Regions from separate parts of the Mus musculus genome. Here region 2 is linked to region 1. A link is a contact called in public ChIA-PET data. All regions are on one chromosome and are shown on one strand. Each heading gives the region's core, a stretch centred on a gene start, on an enhancer-like site or on the middle of the called end of the contact. The rest is flanking DNA. Distances are from core to core; before and after follow the strand shown.

Region 1 (3,031 bases), core at 260-2,759:
TCTGCTTTAACTGTTTTAAGAATTGTTCATCACTTTCTCTTGCTATGAATTGTAAGTGCAGGCATTTACCGGCTACTTCAAAACTAAACCTCTGTTAAGGAGCGAGTGTTATGCAGAGATGTGTAGACAACAACAGTTGTGTAGTCTCCACAACGCAAACATCTTACTCAGCCTCAGTGAGAACTAGGGGATGTGCCATGTTCTTCCAATGCCATCTAGTGGAAGACAGAAGTGATTTTCATCGGAGCTTGTGTGGATAATCTGCCATCCCTCCTTCCAATTTTTAATTCATAAAATATTACTAAATAAATGGTGCACATCGAGTCACCGACTAAAAATCCACTAAAACCAAGAAGGCCAAGTATAAACTGTGTTGAATGCCAAAGACAACGTTATGACAGGTTCTGCTCATTTACAGTATGATGTAACAGCACAGGAGGCTATCACTAACATCACTAAATCATTATAGGACGATGGCACATCTGAGTTATTCAAGAAAGAACATTCTAAGGACAGAATTTTGAATTTTAGTGTAATAACTTCTTACACGCTGATTTCTGTCTTTCCTATCCTCACTCATCCCCTTCTTTGCCTGACGGGATGCCTTTCTTTCACATGTTGCCTGATCTCCTCTGGGAGGTTACCTCATCAGTGTGCTGCATACATACACCATATACTCCAGCACAGCTAACTGGCTCTCTCATGCATCCAGAGCACTTTGTTCTTACATCTCTGTTGTTTTACTAAATCCTACCACAGCATCCAGAGATTATTTGACCAGGTTAAGGTCTGTTCAAGGCTCTTGGATCTGCTTTATGTCCAGACTCCCCCAGTAGTTAACCTATGGCAGAACCCTATCAGAGAGCATCCTACTTCAATTTTTTATTTGCACTAGGTCTCTTGACTAGACTGAAAGCCCCCTGAGAATAGAGGCCAAATTTAGTGATACTTCTAAGAACTCTAGAGAGAGACAGAGACAGAGAGACAGAGAGAGCAGAGAGACAGGCAGACAGAGACAGGCAGAGAGAACTCATGTATGTCTACATGCCTGCTCATGGCTGCATGTGCACCTTTGTGGAGGTCAGAGGTCAGCCTCTGCTGTTGTTTCGCAGGAACTGTGCTTTTTTTGTCTGTTTTGTTTGAGACAGGGTGTCTCACTGCCCTGGGACTCTCCAAGTAGGTTAGTTTGGCTAGCCAGTGAACTCAGGAATTTGCCTGGCTCTGCCTCCCCAGCCCTGGTACTATAGGCACATGCCACCAACTCGGCTTCTTCCATGGGTAGTAGGGATCGAACTCATGATCCCAGGCTTGCATAACAGGCAGTTTGCCATTTAAACTATCTTCCTAGCCTATGTGTAAGTCTTAAAATAGAGCTCTAGTAGATAACTCTGGCTAACTGAAAAGGAAACACTTGTTATCTTTATATTTTTTTACACCCAGTCTTATGTATCGCTTCCTCTTTCCTGCATGCCATACCTATTTCACAGGGCATTGCATTCTTAAGTCTTCATTACTCGCTTTTGCTTGAGTCACCATGGGAAGTAAAGTTCAGAGCAGATGTGGTTTGTAGACAGAACCTTGTTGGAGAGAGAAACTGAAACGGAGTTTATCCACACTGGAAGGTGGTGGGGAGAGGAAGGAGATGAACAGGTCATGTCCCAGGACCCCTAAGGTGTGCCACAATCATACTCTAGATTAAGGTGATATTACAATTGATGTGTCCCCAGTGTTAGCATCACCTTCTTTATTTCCCAGTTGCAGACAGACAAGACAGAGTCCTCATCCAGTGTTTAGCCTTGGTCAATGTTCTGTCTCTAAGGGTTAATTTCCTCATAAAATAAAGATAAATGTAACTACTTTATATGGTTGCCATAACTGAAGGAGGTCAAGTCCTGAGGGACTGACATAGAGTAAGCTGAACAGATGACCAGCATAGATGCATTCTGCAACTTTAGATAAAAATAGGACGGCAATGGCCAAAAGCAGACACAAGCGAGTCTTCAACAGATCAGTGATGTATCTTCAACACAAGGCTTGGATTTACTTAATAGGGTTGTGAGGTTGTCATAATTTGGTACAAGGGGAGTGGTGTGTCAGGTGCATGGCTTGAGATCTGCGCTCTAGCTACTCTAAGAAGTAATGGAAGATAAGGTTAAAGCAGGGAGGTTCTCTAGGAGCCTGCTCCAGAACTCCCAAGGAACAAACGAACAGAGGGAACAATCAGCAGAGGCTTACGACAATCAACAAGCCACACAGCAAGGTTGCCAACATGAAAGCATGAAGAGAAAGGAAATTTGCAAGAAGAGATGTATTGTCTCAATAATAGCACCTACTGCCATGGGTCCCAATTCTTAAGATTATGTGCAGGAGAAAGGTAGAAGAAATCTACTACTCAGAAGATAGTTATCAAGTAGAATCTTCAAACAGATGCTCCTATTGGAGCCAGAGTTCACTGGCAACATTTCGAAGATGTCCTTATAGTCACAGTTGGGCAGAGAGCTGGCAGCGTCAAGTGGTTAGAGTTGAGGTCTGAGGTGGCTAAATGGATGTGCCCATAATTACATGCCATAATTACATGTATGTCCAAGGATCATAAATATGGGAGAGAAGTGAACTGCTAGGCAGCATGCTGCCATGTATAGGGCTGGGTTTATGCACATGGACTGCTGTTAGCTAGCTGCCATTCTTGTTAGCATGTGTACGCAGGCCTTCTCTCTCTCTCTCTCTCTCTCTCTCTCTCTCTCTCTCTCTCTCTCTCTCTCTCACACACACACACACACACACACACACACACACACACACACCCCTGTTTATTTCTAACATCTCTTGTACTTTACACTGACTAATGACCTAATTTGAATATAAGTAATATTCCATGTAGACATAGCAAAGTATGGCTTTTCAAGGTTTTGTTGAGTTGATCATTTTGGAAAAGATGATGAAATTACAAGTATAAAATTAGGTTAAAAAGAATGTTTATTAAGGCTAACAAATAGATTCGAAGTGTTATCAGAACTTTGGAAATCAGAGC
Region 2 (3,031 bases), core at 312-2,811, 300 kb before region 1:
TTCCACAAGGGCCTCAGTGCCCCCCACACCTTCCCACCTGTCCACAGATAAGAACAGTAGTGCCAGTGCGGGGCTTTCTGTTCTGTAATCAGGCACACAAGCACCTCATGTCTCCATTCGTTCAGTTACTCAACTTCTGCCCCCGAAGTTCCCATACTCTTCCTACCTCAGCAGGGCGCTGTTGGCAAAGACCAATACCCTTGCATTTATCCCTTTCTGAACTTGGTTGTTGTTGGTTGTGGTAAGATGGGGTCTTCCGTACCCCAGGTTAGCCTCAAACTTCCTATAAACTGAGACAGTCTTTAACCTGATCCCCCTGCCTCTGCTTTCCCAGTGCTGGGATCACAGCTGGGTAGCGCCATGTCCCACCCACGTTTGCTTTTGATTAATTGTACAGACTCCCACTCCATAGCCAAGTCCTTCTACGTTCTCTCTCCATGCCTAAATCAGTAGGCAGCATGTGGCAGTTTATCTCCATGAACCATGGCTCCCTGTCTGCCTCATGTTACCATGCCATTTCAGGCTTGAATGCAGTAGATTTTAAAATCCCATATAAGGTTAGAACAGTGACACTATCTCTTTAGGGCATTAAGGATTATTTTGGATGGAAACTCTAAGCTCATCTTCCACTCATCCCTGGCTCTGCCCGGGTCCTACTTGTGCACAAAGGCAACTCTGAGGTCACTTTTACAAGAGAGGACAGGCAGAAAAAGTGCCCTGCAAAAGACATGGGAATGTTCAACACCAATTATCAGGCGGAAAAAAAGAAATAGCCACAGACCAGAAATAACTTAAGTAATAATTTTAAAACTTTAGATCATCCATCGGTAAAGCAGCCTGGTCAGCTGGACTCTGCTTCAGTTTTGACTCCCAGTTTTCTAAGGCTTTTTAAAAATGCTTGGACTGTTTCCTTGAGACATTCGCATGCAAAGCTGTGGCTGCTGTCTCCAGCCGCCCACACATACCTGCCCTCCTCCTCCCTCTGACTCAGCGCCCAGCCTCCGCCCACGCCCGCTGACTCGGTGACCCGCACCCACTTCCCACAAACCTACGCGCTCCTCTCCTTCACACAGGTACAAATATTCACACTCCCACTGCTCAGCAAACAACGCACACTACTAATGGGGGGGAGGGGGAGGCATGCTTTTCCTAATGACCATTATGTTTCTTTTAATTCACAAGCTTTACACAGCACAATGAGTAGCTGATGAACTTATTTATGCTTAAATTGGTTTTTCAAAACTCCCTCGTGTTCAAAACTGGATTATTCTATTTTTAAAAAACTCCACCAAAAAAAAAAAAATGTATACACCGAGTGTTGCACCTTTTTTTTTTTTCTTTTTTCTTTTTTCAGGAAGAACAGATGCCCTAGGGTTTGTCCAAATTAAAACTTTTTACTCACATTTTCAGCGATGGCTACACAAAGGCTCACTGGGCTGGGTATTCGCCGTGAGGGTGTTTGAGCTACAGCTGGCATCAGCAGGCTGCCTGACAAGATTAATTGGCAGTGAATTAGACCAGTGCAGTCCAGAGCCAACACCAAAAAGGAGGACCAGCCCACTCATGAGGCCCTGCCAACGCCCAGAGATCTGCTGAGCGTGGGCTGGGGGAAGGCAGGGAGGCCAGTCTCTGCTGCCTTTGTGTTCTCACGGCTCGTACAAGGGTTCATAGCAACGGTTTCTTTCTTTTGCTGTGCATTTGTGTGATATCTGTGTGTCTTGCTACACTGATGCCACAGCGCATGTGCAGAGGTCAGAGGACAACCTTAAGTGTGTCCCCTTCCCTTCCACCTTGTTTTAGGTAGGGTCTCCTGTTCACAGCAGCATGGGACAGGGCTGGACATCCTGATGGCTCCCCATGACTGCCATCAGCTCTGTGTGGGTGCGGAGGTCTGAACTTGGGTCCTTACACTTGTGACCAGAGCTTTATCCTCTGAGCCATCTCCCCAGGCCCCATGGCAACTCTTTTTATTTTTTCCGGGGCTTGATACTATTCTATGTCACAGATGTGAGCAGAAGCAATTCTATTGTAACTCACCTCCTCTTTAAGAAGAGATGCAAGCCAAATCTGGATTTTAAGGAGTGGTGGGTTGCTTTGTGTTTGCTGCTTTGCTTTATCATTCATAATTGATGTGAATTCTTCTGGGAGAAGCAGCGGCCATTTCTGCTCTTCTTCTATCTCTAACAATTGAGAATGTTAGATCTACAATATGCTGGACAGGGAACTGGGAAAAGGATTTCTATCTGGGCCAGACCTCTCAGCCCTCAGTGGTGGGGCCAGTTTTAATCATCTCTGTCCACCTGTCTCACATTCTTTGCTTGAATTTCTACAATTTGATCTGCTTCTGTGCACTTTAGCATTTCTCTGTATTATCCTTAAACTTGAAAGTCTTCTTGGCTCCTTGGAACTTTTTAAGCACTTCTTTGTATGTTTAACTTTGTATCGTTATAGAAAGCAAAGCTCTTCACCACAAGTCCCCATATAAAAAGATGCAAAAGCAAAAAGCAAGTGTCTCACTTCTTAGCCACTGTGCTGGTATGACTACCACCAGGTTCCAAGAAGCTAACTTCCAACAAAATATGGCAGAGTGAACATAAGAATGTCTGTCTTCTGGCTAGGCCAGCAGAGCAGTGTGAGCAAATGAGAGCCTTTGGTTACCACGCTGTGCTCTGTTTGTGTCTCCTGAGAGTTCAAACTCTGTAGTCATCAGTGTAGCCCTGATAGGAAGCAACTGAGCCTCTCGGTTGAGATTAGCAGAAGGTGATTGGGTCCTTGTTTGACAGGTGAGTAAACCTCTTTCTTCATGTGCTACCCAGATATTTTGTTACAATAACAACAGCCAAAAAAAAAAAAAAAAAAAAAAAAAAGTGAACTGACATGTTTGTTGGAAGAGAATGGAGGGGTTAATAGTCCCACTGTAAATACGAGCTGAAGCCTAGATATGAATAAGACATTTCACTGTAGAGTAACTGCGGTCAGGATTTAGCTATCTCTTTTGAAACCAAGGGGAGTGAAATACCGACTTAAAGTC

What was found. ChIA-PET counts read pairs in DNA pulled down with a chosen protein or histone mark.
Region 2: an SMC1A ChIA-PET map of the G1E-ER4 cell line shows a contact between it and region 1, with 5 read pairs. The contact joins two enhancer-like sites. A contact is called at or near these places in 1 of 15 datasets of contacts at CTCF or cohesin (the G1E-ER4 cell line), 2 of 484 Hi-C or Micro-C datasets (the N1E-115 cell line and embryonic stem cells) and 1 of 115 datasets of contacts at active chromatin or transcription factors (embryonic stem cells).

The regions. Positions count from the first base shown.
Region 1 is chr1:52,296,954-52,299,984 of GRCm38.p6, reverse strand. No RefSeq gene overlaps it. Among named protein-coding and RNA genes, the nearest start is that of Gm31955, 7.1 kb to the left of the region's middle. Within about 2 kb of position 1,509, at least 26 of the 459 cell types and tissues checked have an H3K27ac peak or open chromatin away from gene starts, as enhancers often do. A contact at or near this core is called in the G1E-ER4 cell line, where this site is marked.
Region 2 is chr1:52,595,976-52,599,006 of GRCm38.p6, reverse strand. It overlaps a transcript of Nemp2 not described here. Among named protein-coding and RNA genes, the nearest start is that of Gm28178, 17 kb to the right of the region's middle. Within about 2 kb of position 1,561, at least 161 of the 459 cell types and tissues checked have an H3K27ac peak or open chromatin away from gene starts, as enhancers often do. A contact at or near this core is called in the G1E-ER4 cell line, where this site is marked.